Linked DNA regions of Mus musculus: region 1 is linked to region 2. A link is a contact called in public HiChIP or PLAC-seq data. All regions are on one chromosome and are shown on one strand. The core of a region is the stretch at or near the end of the contact, and the rest is flanking DNA. Distances in the headings are between cores, read along the strand shown.

Region 1 (6,906 bases), core at 3,222-5,721, 340 kb after region 2:
TGGGGTTTGAAGGATCCTCCTGTCTCTGCTTCCAGTATTCCATTAGCAGTGCTGTGGTTATAGATGTGTGAGCTATTGGCTCGCCCTTTCTATAGCTCTGGGGTTTGAATTCAGGGCCTCAGATTTGTACCACAAGCAGTTCAATCACTGAGCCATCTCCCCAGCCCAGGCCACAATTATGTTAAAAAGCCTCAATTCTTAACTGTTGGAGTTAATAAACCTACTTTTTAAATTGTCATGAAATTGTCTGCATTGTTACGCCCAATTTCTGTACCTACATTATTACAGATATGAAACTACTAATCCATAGCCTACCGTATTTCCATTTTAAAACTATGTATTTCTGTGGGAGTCTGCACGCACTACAGCATGCATATAGAGGTCTGAGGATGACCTGTGGAGTGGGTTTTCTTCTTTGTCTTCTTCTTCTTCTACAGTGTGGGTTCCAGAGAACAAACTCAGGTTGTCAGGCTTGGTGGCAATCACCCTCACCCATGGAGCCAGCCCCTCAGCTCCATGACTTACATTTTGCACAGCTTTGCCCTCAAAGTATTTTTAGCTAGTTAGAACTATTCAGAGATTTTTATATGCTCAGGGCTGGGCCTGTGTTTGAAATTCTCTCCAGAGAGCTGGGACAAGGCAGACTGTGTGTGTGTGTGCGCGATTTTTAACTTTTGGACACGGGGTTTCATATATACCGTGCTGGCCTCAAGCTTCCTATGTAGCCAAAGATGAAGTTGAATTTCTGATCCTCCTGCCTCCACCTCCTGAGCGATGAGATCATAAGTGTGTACCACCAGACCCAGTTTCTGTGGTTCTGAAGATCAGAGGCTCTGTGACTGCAGGGCAGGCACTCCTGCTAACTGAGTGGAAGCCGCTTTCTTGTGCGAGAATGTTTTGAGGACAATAGAAGTCTGAATAATCGATACAAATACGCCTTGTGGGGACAGTAGCGTGACTCCCGTCCCTAGTGTGGGCGACTGTTAGAAGTGGTTCCAAGGAACATGGCATGGAGGCAGAGGAGGTAAGAAGGGAAGTTTGCAGGAGAGAGGCCTCCTGGGTATGGTTAACACCAGTGAGGGGGTGGGGAGGTGCCTCTCCGGAGGCAGCGCCCTGCCCCTCTGTGGTCTCCCTCCCTCAACCTACAACCTCAGTCTAAACAGGAGGAAAACATTGAACAAACTCAAACCATGACATAATCTACAAAATATCTAACCACGATGCCACAGAACTGTCAGAGCCTTCGCCCACAAGGAAAACCTGCCCAGTGGAACCTAGGGAGACATCATGACTAAGTGTGATATTGTAGTGGTTGGTGTGTTGTCGCCCCTCCCCCCAGAGCTGGAGCACAGATCCCCAGCATGTGTGAGTGCAGCCTTATTTGGAAATAGATTGCTAGAGTTGGATTTAGAGTATTTTCCTGAAGGTAAAATATTGGGGGGGGGGGGGGAGGCTGTTGGTCCTCAGCCTGTGAGATGGCGGAGATGGGGCCTAGTGGGAAGTAAGAGGTGAGTTCACTGGGGAGCTACTTCAGTGGAGAAGAATCAGGACCCCACTTCCTTCCTATTTCTCTTTCTGTGCTTTCTGATCACCTAGATGTGACCCTAAACAACAGAGCCAAATGACCACAGACCAAAACTTCTGAAACCATGATCCACATAAGCCTTCTTCCTAGCAAGTGGGTTCCCAGACATTTTTGCCATAGTGACAGGCATGACTAACACACAGGTCCTGAAGATGTAAGTTAAGGATCTAGGATGAAATCGTCCTGGATTTAGGAGTGACAGGTATGAAGTGGAAGGGACAGGGAGATCTGAGACTCTCAGATGCATAAATGCACACAGAAGAAAGCCACGTGACTACGGAGGGAGATTAGAGCCCTGATCCCACAAGCGGGGGGGGGGGGGGGGGGGGGGAAGGGATGAGGGGCAAAGAAGGAGCCTCTGAGCTGGACATGGTGACTCATGCCTTTAATCCCAGCACTCGGGAGGCAGAGGCAGGAGGATTTCTGAGTTTGGAGCCAGCCTGGTCTACAAAGTGAGTTCCAGGACAGCCAGGGCTATACAAAGAAACCCTGTCTCGAAACAAACAAACAAACCAAAAAAGGAGCCTCTGGTCTCTGTGGAACTTAGCCGATTGACAGCCTCAGCCCCCAGAACCCTGAGGATACACCTCTGTTGTTGTAACAATGTTATGGCACTGGACTAAGGCAGCCCTAGGAGACTGATACAGGCGTCCTGCCCGAGATCCTGGACAAACACACCAGTGTGTGTGGGTCTCTCCAGCCACCATGACCAGCAGAGTAATGATCAGCCAGAGGCGAGAAGGCAGTTCAGTTTAATACAACTAAGTAGCCGGCGTTGGTTCAAACTTGGTCTGACCTGGAGCTGTTTATTTCATGCATATTTAAGCACGGCACAGTTTGGTGAAAGAGTGAGTGTGTTAATTAACCCATGCCCATGTCACAACAAAACTTAAGGTGTGACTATCTCAAAACTCTTTTTGAAGCACACGTGACTCCTTCCATAATGATGGGTTCTATAGATTGACTACATGTGACTCCTTCCATAGAGATGGGTTCCATAGATTGACACACTCAGGATAAGAGTCTGGGAGAGCATCTGATATAGTCTCAGCCATACAGATAGTACAAAGGTCACCAGGCTATTAACCTTGTGTTGTTTAAAATTCCTGGTTACCCTAGTTCAATGGCTCTCAGCCTTCCTATTGCTGCATCCCTTTAATATAGAACCTCATGTCATGGTGATCCCCAACCATAAAATTATTTCATTGCTACTTTATAACTAGTCTTGCTACTGATATGAATCATAATGTAAATATCTGTGTTTTCCAATGGTCTTAGGTGACTCCTGTGAAAAGGCCATTTAACCCTTAAAGGGGTCTCAATCCATTTGATCTAGTGCTGTGAGTACAAGAACCTCTGTGCCTCCCATACATCAGGAAAAGGTTAGTGAAATCCAAGTCAAATATGGAGTTCAGCTCCTACATAACGTATTTCTAATGCTTCATTGGCAAGCTTGGGAAGCTATAACAAAACGAACGCAAACTGTATAGCTTACAAAGCACAGAAAATTTCTTCTCATCATTGTCAAGCCTTTAAATTCCAAGATCAGATCTAGCATCTGGTGATGGTGAGGTTTTCAAACATAGCCATCCTGCTGTGTCCTCGAAGGGTGGGGAAAGCCTGTGATCTAACTCACCCAGGCCTCTTATGAGGATACTAAGCTATTCACGGAGGGTCTGCTTTCATTATATAACCTCTGCCCAGAGGCCCTACTCCCTGATACGACCACCTGGAGCATGAAATTCAGTCTAGCACACAGTGAAGCCTGGCATTAACAATGTGGGGGCTGGGGCCCATGGGAACTCTGGATTGTTTGAACAACCCCTTTTTGTAAATCTAAACTTGTAAAATGTAAAAGCTTACTTTATTGAATCTTTTTATTTTTTTATTTTGTTGTGTGGATACACACCCGCCATGTCAGGGGCATGCAGGTCAGAGGACATCTTGCAGGGGCTGGTTCTCTCCTTCTACCACGTGAGTCTCAGGGATCAAACTCCCTTCGCCAGGTGTGTTGGCAGGCACCTTCATGGGCTGAGCATCTTGCTGGCATCTATGTTCTTTTTTTTTTTTTTTAAGATTTATTTATGTATTTTATGTATATGATGAGTACACTGACACTGTCTTCAGACACACCAGAAGAGGGCATCAGCTTCTGTTACAGATAGTTGTGGGAATTGAACTCAGGACCTCTGGAAGAGAAGTCCGTGCTCTTAACCGCTGAACCATCATCTCTTTAACCCTATTTAATGTTCTTGAGAGAATCACACTGTGCGTGTGTTCAGACTGGCTTCAAACTCAACTCTTTTGTCTTGGCTTCCTGAGTGCTGGGATTGCAGCTGTGTGCCACCACACCAAGCTCCTAAAAGTCTATTTTGAAATTGTCATGGAAGAGAATCATGTGTGGACAACTTATAATTTAGCCTGGAGTCTCTCCGACCTTGACAATGATGCTCCAGGTCCGCACTGGTGTCTTTCTGTCTTCTTCCTATGGCTCCATTCTCACCGATGCTTCTCCTCACTAACTCCAGCTCATGCCTTCGGATGAATGGGAATGAGACCTGACCTCTTTCCAACCATGTGGTAAGCATCATCGGCACGAGTTACCATGACTCACAGCTAGTGAGACCCAAGTTTTTAGATGGGACCTTAAGCATCATTTTGAGGGTGACCACACCCCCGACTCCCAGTACTTCTGAGAACTTTACACCCATGACATGGCGGGTGTCTGTCACCATATTTTGTTTGGGGTTTTGCTTTGTATTTTAACTGTAAGATTCCTCTCATAAGAGTGATTCACTGATCAAACAGGACCAGTGCCTGACCTGGGAAGAGCCAAGTCCATATTTTTGCCAATGGCCTTTCAGATTCATGAAAAAGAATATGAATTATAAAACCCAGAGACTGAGAGCTCAGAGCTGAGTCACCAGCACGGGGCTGTCTGTGAGCTGAGCTCACCCCTGCCCTCCCTGCAGCTTGCTTGTTCAGCTTTGCTTTGAGGCTGACGAGAGCTGAATTGTTGACTGAGTTTTGGTTTTGAGACAGGGTCTCCCAGTATGTACAGACTGGAAGGCTGAATTCTTTCCAGAAGTTTCCTTTAACCCCAGCAAATGGAAGAAAACTTCTCTCTTTGTAATGAGAGGACACTGTTAAAGGGCTCACTTAGGCAGCCTTCTCTGGCAGTGCTGGACTCACATGGCTATTTATTCTTTGCTTAAATCCCACCAAAGACAAGACCCTCTCAGTGAGAGCCATTCTGCACTGGAGAATTCTGCATCTTAGACCTTCTTGGGTTTGGTTTTACATCACAAAGAGTTCTGATCTGGTTTGATCTGGTTTGCTCTTCTAGCTTGTTCAAGCTCCCCTCCTGGCTGTAACTTTGATGTTCTTTTTCTCTAGTTACCAAAGTAATGTTTTGTTGATTGATTTTATTTATTCATTAAAGGTTTATTTATTTATTTATTTATTTATTTATTTAATGTACATGAGTACACTGTCCCTTTCTTCAGACACACCAGAAGAGGGCATCAGATCCTATTACAATTGGTTGTGAGCCACCGTGTGGTTGCTGGGAATTGAACTCAGGACCTCTGAAAGAACAGTCAGTGCTCTTATCCACTGAGCCATCTCTCCAGCCCTTTTTTGTTAATTTTAAAAAGCCAAATCTTATAGATACCCCTGTTTTATTTGTTTGTTTGTTTGTTTATCTATCTTTTGAAACAGGGTCTCATTCTGACCAGGTACTTATTAGGTAGAACAAGCTGTCCTCAAAGTCAGGGATATCCTCCTGTCTCAGCCTGCCCAGTATTTGGATTGCAGCCCTCTACCATCATACCTGCCTCTTATAGATGTAAGAATATTCTAGTTTCATGATAATTCTTTGACAATTTTTGTACAATTTTTTAAATTTTAAATTAAAAATTACTTTGATCTGTTTATCTACATGAGGGTGAGTGTATGGGCATATGTGGAGGTCAGAGGGCAACTTGCAGAAGACAGTTCTCTTCTTCCACCATGGGATCAAACTTAAGTCTTCAGGCTTGGCAGCAAGCAAAGTTTAGCCATCTTGTCAATGAGTCCTCATCAACTGTTTAAAGATGGTGGCCATCTAGGGTCCCCCTCTTGGAGGCCAAGACCTTTAGTTCTTTCAATTGTTCATCAAGTAACTCACAGCAAAGTTGCAGAAATCCCCCAGACCTGATTTTAACTATTCTGTATCCCAACACAGGCAGCTTGTGAGTCACAGGCAAGTCTGCAATGAAGCCAGAGCATAGTGTGGTAAAGATGACCTCATGGGTGTAACCAAGATGATGTAATGGGGCTAAAAACTGGATATGGCCTTAGCAGGGTTCTCAGAAGAGCAGAGTTCTTAGGAAAAAGACTGAGGAGAGACCACTGATCGCTGCTGAAGTTCTCAACCCTTGGGGCTTGCATGTTGAACATGTGAACTCCAGAGGGGTCGTCATTGTGGGATAAAGTTCTGGATTAGATTACACAGGGGCCTAGAGATATGATGGTACAGGAATGGAGGGAATAGAACTTTATATATTAGGATGCCCTGCTTGGTTACCATTCAAGGTCATAACCAATTCCTAATTTACCTGGTAGTTACTTTATATTCCCAAAGGTGGAGGGTTATTGCCATTTTGGACAAGTTCTGACAATAACATGGAATAGTGAGGTGGGGGGAAACTGGGCCAATAGGGACTTGATTTTTTTAATCATGTGTCTGTGTCTGTGTATGTGAACATGAGTGCAATTGCCTGCCAAGGCCAGGAGAGGGCTCTGAATCTCCTTGCCCTGGAGTTATAGGCAGTTGGAGCCACCTAATATGACTTATGGGAACTGAACTCAAGTCCTCTGCAAGAGAGTGAGTGTTCTTTACTGCTGAACCGTCTCTTAGCCCCCAAGGGAGACTTTATGATGGGAAAAGAAGGGAGGCCAGCATGGGTAGGTACTTATTCCACACTTAAGATACAAGTTTTCAGGAAGGACACTGGAAGGGAAACCAGATGTGGCACAGAGCCTCTGCCAGGACAACACATCCCAGTGAGGGAGGAAAGGCAGCAGTGACCAGTGAAGTCAACATGACTGCGAATGAAAATGGAGAGCCTTACTCATTTCTAAGAATTATAGTGTGTGTGTGTGTGTGTGTGTGTGTGTGTGTGTGTTGTTGGACTTGGCAGCCAGCATACCCCAGCCCTTCACTTGCCCCCTCCTCCCATGCATTTCACTGACCCAGATAGGAATTTATAAAGCTTTAGATACCAGTGTCTTTCTAAAGGACAATGACCAACTATAGAAGTTGGATATTCAATGGTTAC
Region 2 (7,172 bases), core at 2,444-4,943:
TCTGCAGAGGGCTCTGAGGTGAGTTTCACATCTCTTGCTCTGATATCTTTTTTTTTTCAAGATTTATTTATATGAGTATACTGTAGCTGTATTCAGACACACCAGAAGAGTGCATCGGATCCCATTACAGATGGTTGTGAGTCACCATGTGGTTGCTGGGAATTGAACTCAGGTCCTCTGGAAGAGCAGCTAGTGCTCTTAACCGCTGAGCCATCTCTTCAGCCCCTGCTCTGACATCTCGCGTATTTGATTTACAGGTATCACAAAGACACTACGGGACACTCGCTTCTGCCCAGGCGTTCCCAGTGGCGACAAATACATTGTGAAGGGTTATGGGAAAAATGGCTTTCATATCCGAGAGAGGTCACTCCCTTTTCACACCATCTGCATCAACAAGATGCTGTGCTGTGTGGGGCTGACAGGCTCCACTTTCAGTGTCGAGTGCTTTTGGGAAGCCTCTGAGCATAGTGGCCAGGGTTCATATTGGCCAAGTCATCCCGACCTCCCGACCGACAGTTCTCACCAAGCTGCAGAGTAAGGAACACGTGACTGAAGCCCTGCCAAGTTCAAGTTGCCTGGCCACAGATGATTCACAACGCAAAGAAGTGCAGCTTCACCAAGTTTAATGCAGATGAATCTGAAGACAATGGTAGCTGAGAAGTCGCTCATCCCTGAAGGCTATGGGATCAGAAATATCCCCCATCATCCGCTGGAGAAGTGCTGGGTCCTGCAGAAAGAGTTTCCACTGTGCTGAGACCTATACCGCACTAAATTGTGTTCAGTGGTATACCTCACATCCAGTTTGGGGGAAAAAAAAAAGGCGGCGGTGGAGTGGGGCAAAGAGGAGAATTTTGGTGGCTGGGAAGTTTGCAGAACAGAGAGAGGTCGGATTTCATGAGATTCTGCTACCTGCTTCCTGCTGCCATCCCACGGACAGACAGCACATGAGAATAGAGGCCTAGAGGCCGGTGGCAAGCTAGAACCCGAGAAAGAACATTCCTTTTAAAACCAGTCACAGATGGTGGCACTGCCAGGGGGACCACGCCCTGGGGGAGGGCTAAGAGGAGGAAGTTGCTGGAGATGGGCATAGAGGAGGATGTGCTCTTGTTTAGGGAAATAGGGATGGAGCCAGGGACTTCAGAAGAAAGGAGAGCGTTTTCCCTGTGAGGTGGAGAAAGACCCTGAAATCCGGCCAAGGAAATGGTGTTTCTGAAATGTAATGTTATACAAATTGCCAGGTGAGCATCCTTAAAAGAGAAAAGTCTCAAACATTTTTCTTTTCTTTCTTTTTTTCTTTTTGAGACAGGGTTGCTATGTGTAGCTCTGGCTGCCTTGGAACTAGCTCTGTAGACCAGACTGGGTCCACCAGCCTCTGCCTCGGAAGTGCTGGGATTGAAGGTGTGTGCAACCCACTCATCCCTCAAGCATTTTTATTCATTCATTCATTCATTCATTTATGTATTTCCCCCTCCCCCTCCCAATGTACAGGGTTGAAACCCAGGCTTGTCCTAGTGCTCTGCTTCCTCCAGTCTTAGTTAGACACTTTTACTTTCAATAATTTCTTTCTTTTTGTTCTGGCATGCATATGTGTGTACGCATGTTTGAATTTATGTGTTTGGCCATGAAGGCCTGGCTCACATCTGGTGCCCTCCTCATTTGTCCTCTATAGAGGCCGGGCCTCTGGCTGAATGTGGATCTCCTCAATTCTAGCTGCTCTAACCAGAAAGCTTACTCTCAGGGACCTCCTAGCGCTCTCTCCCAATGCTGGGGTTCCAGGAAGTCAGCAGGCCTTCAGGGCTCTTACATGGGTTCCACGGGTTGGAACTTTGTCCACATTTTTACGTTCCAAGTGCTTTATCCACTGAGCCATCCCCCAAGCCTGTTTGTCTACCTGTCTGCTTTTGATTTGTGTAGGAAGAAATGAGAAAGTACTCCTGACAGTGGGGCACGCTAAGGAAGGAATAGCCTGGGTTTTCTTGTTGTGTGAAACAGAGACTCACTATGTAGCCCTTGTTAGCCTGGAACTTGCTATGTGGACCAGGCTGGCCTTGAACTCACAGAAATCTTCTTGCCTCCACTTCTAGAGTACTACTGGGATTAAAGACATGTACCTGGCCAACAGCACTATATTAGCAAAATCTTTTTTACATTACAGTCATAGAGAATGGTTCAAAATTAATCCCCAGTCTTTTGACTGGAAAATCTGGAGCAATAAAAACCAGATGACCAGATGGTGTAACCTGGGTGGGCGGCTTAGACCCTGTCTCAGAGCATGAAAATGTAAGGTATTAGTAGATACAAAGCTATGGCATTGATGAAATACACACATTTTTTTTTAAATGAGAGTAGAATCATGCTATGAATATTACTTAGTAATTTGCTTCTACAACTTATTTAGGAGCAAATAAATGTCCAGAAGGATCCTGGCCCTCTGGGTCTAACCTGGAGCAAACTGAGTCCCAGCCTGGGTTCTGCCTACAGGCTTTGGCCTCCATTTTTTTTGTCAGAGCTGATGAGCTGTTAATCTTTAACCTTCAATCCTGCCTTACTCTAAGCTATTACTCATTCTGAGCACATGAAAGAACTCTTGTTTCACAGCCTGGACTTGACCTTAACAAACATCTAAAACTCTGGCTCCAGTAAGAAACAATATACCATCTAGTTAATTGTAAGAAGTCCCTATAATAAAAATAGGAAATGGATTTTCCAGCCATTTTTTCCCCTTATTATAGATCCCTTTTCCTTTATGTTACATTGTATTGTTATTTGTTTGGGGTGTGCTTGTGGGTACATTCATTTACATGTGAGTGAATGTATTTTAATTGGGCATGCCCACAAAATAATTTAGCACATAAAAGAGATGAATTTAAGAAGAAAGCTGAAATGGCCACAATGTGTTAAAATCTTTTGACCTAAACAACATATGAAAACAACTGGAGTTATACCAGAACAATTACATGGACATGTGACACAACTCTGTGACACTGGGACACCTAGGTCAGGGGAAAAAAAAGTTAGAAAGCTTATCTCTCTTTAAGTCCTGAGTAAGGCTTAGTAACACAGGCGATCAAAAGGTGAAGTTCCTCCAAGAGACTTAGGGTAATCCCCTTTCTCTCTTTCTAAATAGCAGAGGAAAGGACAGGTTTTTGTTTGTCTTTATCTTTTTGAGAGAGGCAGAAGTGTTCTTTCCTCCCAACCTGTGGGTCCAGGGTTGGTGGCATGTGCCCATACACACCGAGTGATCTTGACAGCGCCTCATTTTCCCCTTGTGTGTGTGCACATGCATGTTCAATATGTCTACATGTGCACATGGAGACCTGAGGCTGGAGTCGGGAATTTTCCTCTTTTCCCTATTTTTGAAGCAGGGTTTCTTGAGACCCCGAGCTCCCCCATGCTGTTGGTATCCAGCAGCTTGTTCCTAGGCCTCCAGTCTCTACTCCTGGGCCAGACGCAGGAGCACTTGGCATTTCTGGGGAACGCTGTTTATGTAAAACCTGACACCCCCACTCCTGTAAGTGTTCTGGCAGATATAAACATTCTGAAGACACACTTGTCTCTCCATCTGACTAGGAGACTTTTGAAGGAATGGATTCCAAGGATAATGCTGTTTCCCAGGAATCTCATGTTGGGAAAAGGAAAGGTGCTAGCTAGCCAGAGAGACACGCCTTCCTCAAAGAGATCTCAAACAACCCTGGCGACTTGTCAAACTGCCTTACAGAACCAGACTAAAACCCAGATGAAGATGAGTCACTGGCGGGTGTAACTGTAACTGTTTCTTTTTTTTTCCCTTTTGGTTTTTTGAGACAGGGTTTCTCTGTGTGATGGTTTCTATATGCTGGGCCCAGGGAGTGGCACGATTAGAAGGTGTGGCCCTGTTGGAGTAGGTGTGTCACTGTAGTGTGGGCTATAAGACCCCCATCCTAATTGCCTGGAAGCCAATATTCTGCTAGTAGTCCTCAGATGAAGATGTAGAACTCTCAGCTCCTCCTGTACCATGCCTTCCTAGATGCTGCCATGTTCCTGCCTTGGTGATAATGGACTGAACCTCTGAATCTGTAAGCCAGACCCAGTTAAATGTTGTCCTTATAAGAGTTGCCTTGGGATGGGGAAGTGGGGAGAGAGAGTAAAAAAAAAAAGTTGCCTTGGTTATGATACTAAGACACTCTGTGCAGCCCTGGCTGTCCTGGAACTCACTCTGTAGACCAGGCTGGCCTTTAATTCAGAGATCCACCTGCTTCTGACTCCCAAGTGCTGGCATTAAAGGTGTGGGCCATTGTGCAGTCTGTATTATATATTTTAATACATAGTGGCCATTTCAGTTCTTTTTAAATTTATTTCTTTTATGTTTTAAAGTTAATTTTTTAACATGCTCAATTAAAATGCATATATAGATTCAAATTTAAATATTGTGATCATATAGTAAGGCCTGATAAATTCTTCTTTTATAGATTTGAATACTCTAAACACCTTAAAACCTATTAAAATGATATGTATTAAGTGTTTCATAAACAGTTAATGTTATACATACACACAGAGTTCTATAAGGATTTCTTTCTAAAAACATTCTTGTTTATATAATGGGTAACATAAAACTTAGATTTTTCCATTTTTTTTTTTTTTTTACATAGAACTGCTAAATGCAGTGTTTTTTTTAAAGTAAGTTTGGACTATAACTAAATTAATAGATACATATTTCCTTTTCATACTGAGAAACAGAAATAAAAAGGAAAGGACATTGACTACTCCTAGGTATGGTGGAAGAGAACATTTATTGTAGATCCGAGGGAGAGCATGGTCAGAGTCAGACACAACGGAGAGTGCAGAGTGGACACGACCTTCCTTGAGCCATGTGAGGAGAGAGGTGAGAGGAAGAGGGAACCACGTGCAGCAGCCAGGAGGCCAAAGTGCAAGCGAAGGTAACCAAAGGCTTGACTGTAGAGGAAGAGCAGCCCACTCCCTGCTGGAGAGTTCAGCACAGAGGGTGGGGTGTACCAGCCAGGTGAGCTCTGTAACAGGTAGGAGCTGAGGAACTGCAGGGAGAACCTGGGGGCCAGGTCCACTTTGATGTTAAATAGGCACCTCAGCCATTTGACTGGGGTTGGAGACTTAACAATGAGGATTATAGAAAACACAATCCCAAGAAATAATAGAATTGAAACTCTTTGCTTATTAAAAAGTCTTAGAGGTGGTTGTGTATGTGAATTATCAGTCTACATGTGGTTAAACTTTATTTCTACATAATATACTTAGTGTCCAGTTGGCTTGTGAGCAATTGCTCATGTAACTCAAGTTCTCAGTCCAACTTCATTTTGCTCATAGTAAAACTAAAAACTTTAAAGAAGCCAGGCAGTGGTGGCACACACCTTTAATCCCAGCACTTGGGAGGCAGAGGCAGGCAGATTTCTGAGTTTGAGGCCAGCCTGGTCTACAGACAGCCAGGGCTACACAGAGAAACCCTGTCTTAAAAAACAAAACAAAACAAAACAAACAAACAAACAAACAAACAAAAAACAAAAAACAAGGGCTGGAGAGATGGCTCAGTGGTTAAGAGCACTGCTCTTCCAGAGGACATAAGTTCAATTCCCAGCAACCACATGGTGACTGATGCCCTCTTCTGGTGTGTCTGAAGACAGTGACAATATATTCACATACATTAAATAAATACATATATTCAAAAAAAGATTTACTAAAAAACTTTAAAGAAAGAAATGATGATAAAAGGCAAAAATATAATCAGTATGGCCTCACAGGTCAAATGAAAGAATGATTAGTGGTCCTAATTCTTTCTTGAAGACATAAAACGTAAATTTTTTAAATCTGCTTTTAGGGAAAAGATACATAACCACACAGTTCTGGTTCAAGTGTTCTCTCCTTGGTCCTTATCCCAGTTCTGGTTCTAAAACATGGGCCCTTGTTGCTTGAGGCTACAAACTAACTAAAAGATGACTTTTCTACTGCAGGAAGGGTTTTTCCTGCTAGACAACTGCCCTCCCTTGAGACATTAAACTCTTTATTGAAAACATTAAGAGGATGACTCATGTCCATGCCTTAGATATGCCTTGTTTATATATGAGTGTATATATAAAGACAGACATTTTAAGGATTTTAAGGATATTTTTAACCACTGCTGCTTTAAAAACAAACAATTAAGATTTTTTCCCCCCAAGATCTTTAGTTTAGCCAGGCCTATTTAAGAGAAAACCTTAAGTATTTTTAATTGTTATTTTGAGGGTTACCCAGAAACATCATATACTTTAGAGATTATCCTAATGTGTTGTACCTTAATTTTTTTTTAAGATTTATTTACTTATTTATTTAATGTATATGAGTACACTGTAGCTGTCTTCAGACACACCAGAAGAGGGAGTCAGATCTTTTTACAGATGGTTGTGAGTTACCATGTGGTTGCTGAGAGTTGAACTAAGGACCTCTGGAAGAGCAATCAGTACTCTTAACCTCTGAGCCATCTCTAATGGGAGTGAGTGAGGCTTACAAAAAGACAAGACAACTGGACAACATTATAACATGACCCCAGCCAGTGCTGAAGCTGGTATATTTTTTTCTAGACCCTTTTATACCATTCTAGGCACATGCAAAGAATAGGGTCAGTTCTAGGTCAAAGACAAAGTAGTCAAGGAACAAACAAGGCATAAACAAAGGTCCCATGATTACAGTATTCAGGGACTTAACAAGACAGTCAGGATACAAAGAACTCATTCCTCAGCTGTATGCATTTGAGTCTACTTCCTTGTCCTAGCCCAATGTCAAATTCCTGCCAATATCCTTGAAGCGGCTCCAAGAGCTCTGGAACCAAGAGCTAGGGTTTCTATTGCTGTATAGGGACATCAATGACCACGGCAACTCTTATAAAAAAATATTTAATTGGGGCTGGTTTATAGTTTCAAAGGTTTAGTCCAATATCATCACGACTTGATACGAGAGAAGGAGCTGAGAGTTCTACGTCCTGATCCGAAGGAAGCAGGAGACTGTGTGCTACATTGAGCAAAGTTTGAGCATAAAAGACCTAAAAGCCCACCCCACAGTGACACAGTTCCTCCAACAAGGCCACACCTCCTAACAGTGCCATTCCCTACAGGAATCTACACAAACCTATGGGGGCCATTCCTGAAGTGGAAACTCAATGGTCCTTTGGAAAGTCAGTTGTGTTGGAT

What was found. HiChIP or PLAC-seq counts read pairs in DNA pulled down with a chosen protein or histone mark.
Region 1: a contact with region 2 is called in a FOXA1 HiChIP or PLAC-seq map of pancreatic cancer cells. The contact joins two enhancer-like sites. A contact is called at or near these places in 3 of 115 datasets of contacts at active chromatin or transcription factors (bone marrow-derived macrophages, embryonic stem cells and pancreatic cancer cells).

The regions. Positions count from the first base shown.
Region 1 is chr7:81,178,485-81,185,390 of GRCm38.p6, forward strand. No RefSeq gene overlaps it. Among named protein-coding and RNA genes, the nearest start is that of Gm44968, 24 kb to the right of the region's middle. Within about 2 kb of position 4,472, at least 54 of the 459 cell types and tissues checked have an H3K27ac peak or open chromatin away from gene starts, as enhancers often do. A contact at or near this core is called in bone marrow-derived macrophages and pancreatic cancer cells, where this site is marked.
Region 2 is chr7:80,837,413-80,844,584 of GRCm38.p6, forward strand. No RefSeq gene overlaps it. Among named protein-coding and RNA genes, the nearest start is that of Zscan2, 20 kb to the right of the region's middle. Within about 2 kb of position 3,694, at least 54 of the 459 cell types and tissues checked have an H3K27ac peak or open chromatin away from gene starts, as enhancers often do. A contact at or near this core is called in bone marrow-derived macrophages and pancreatic cancer cells, where this site is marked.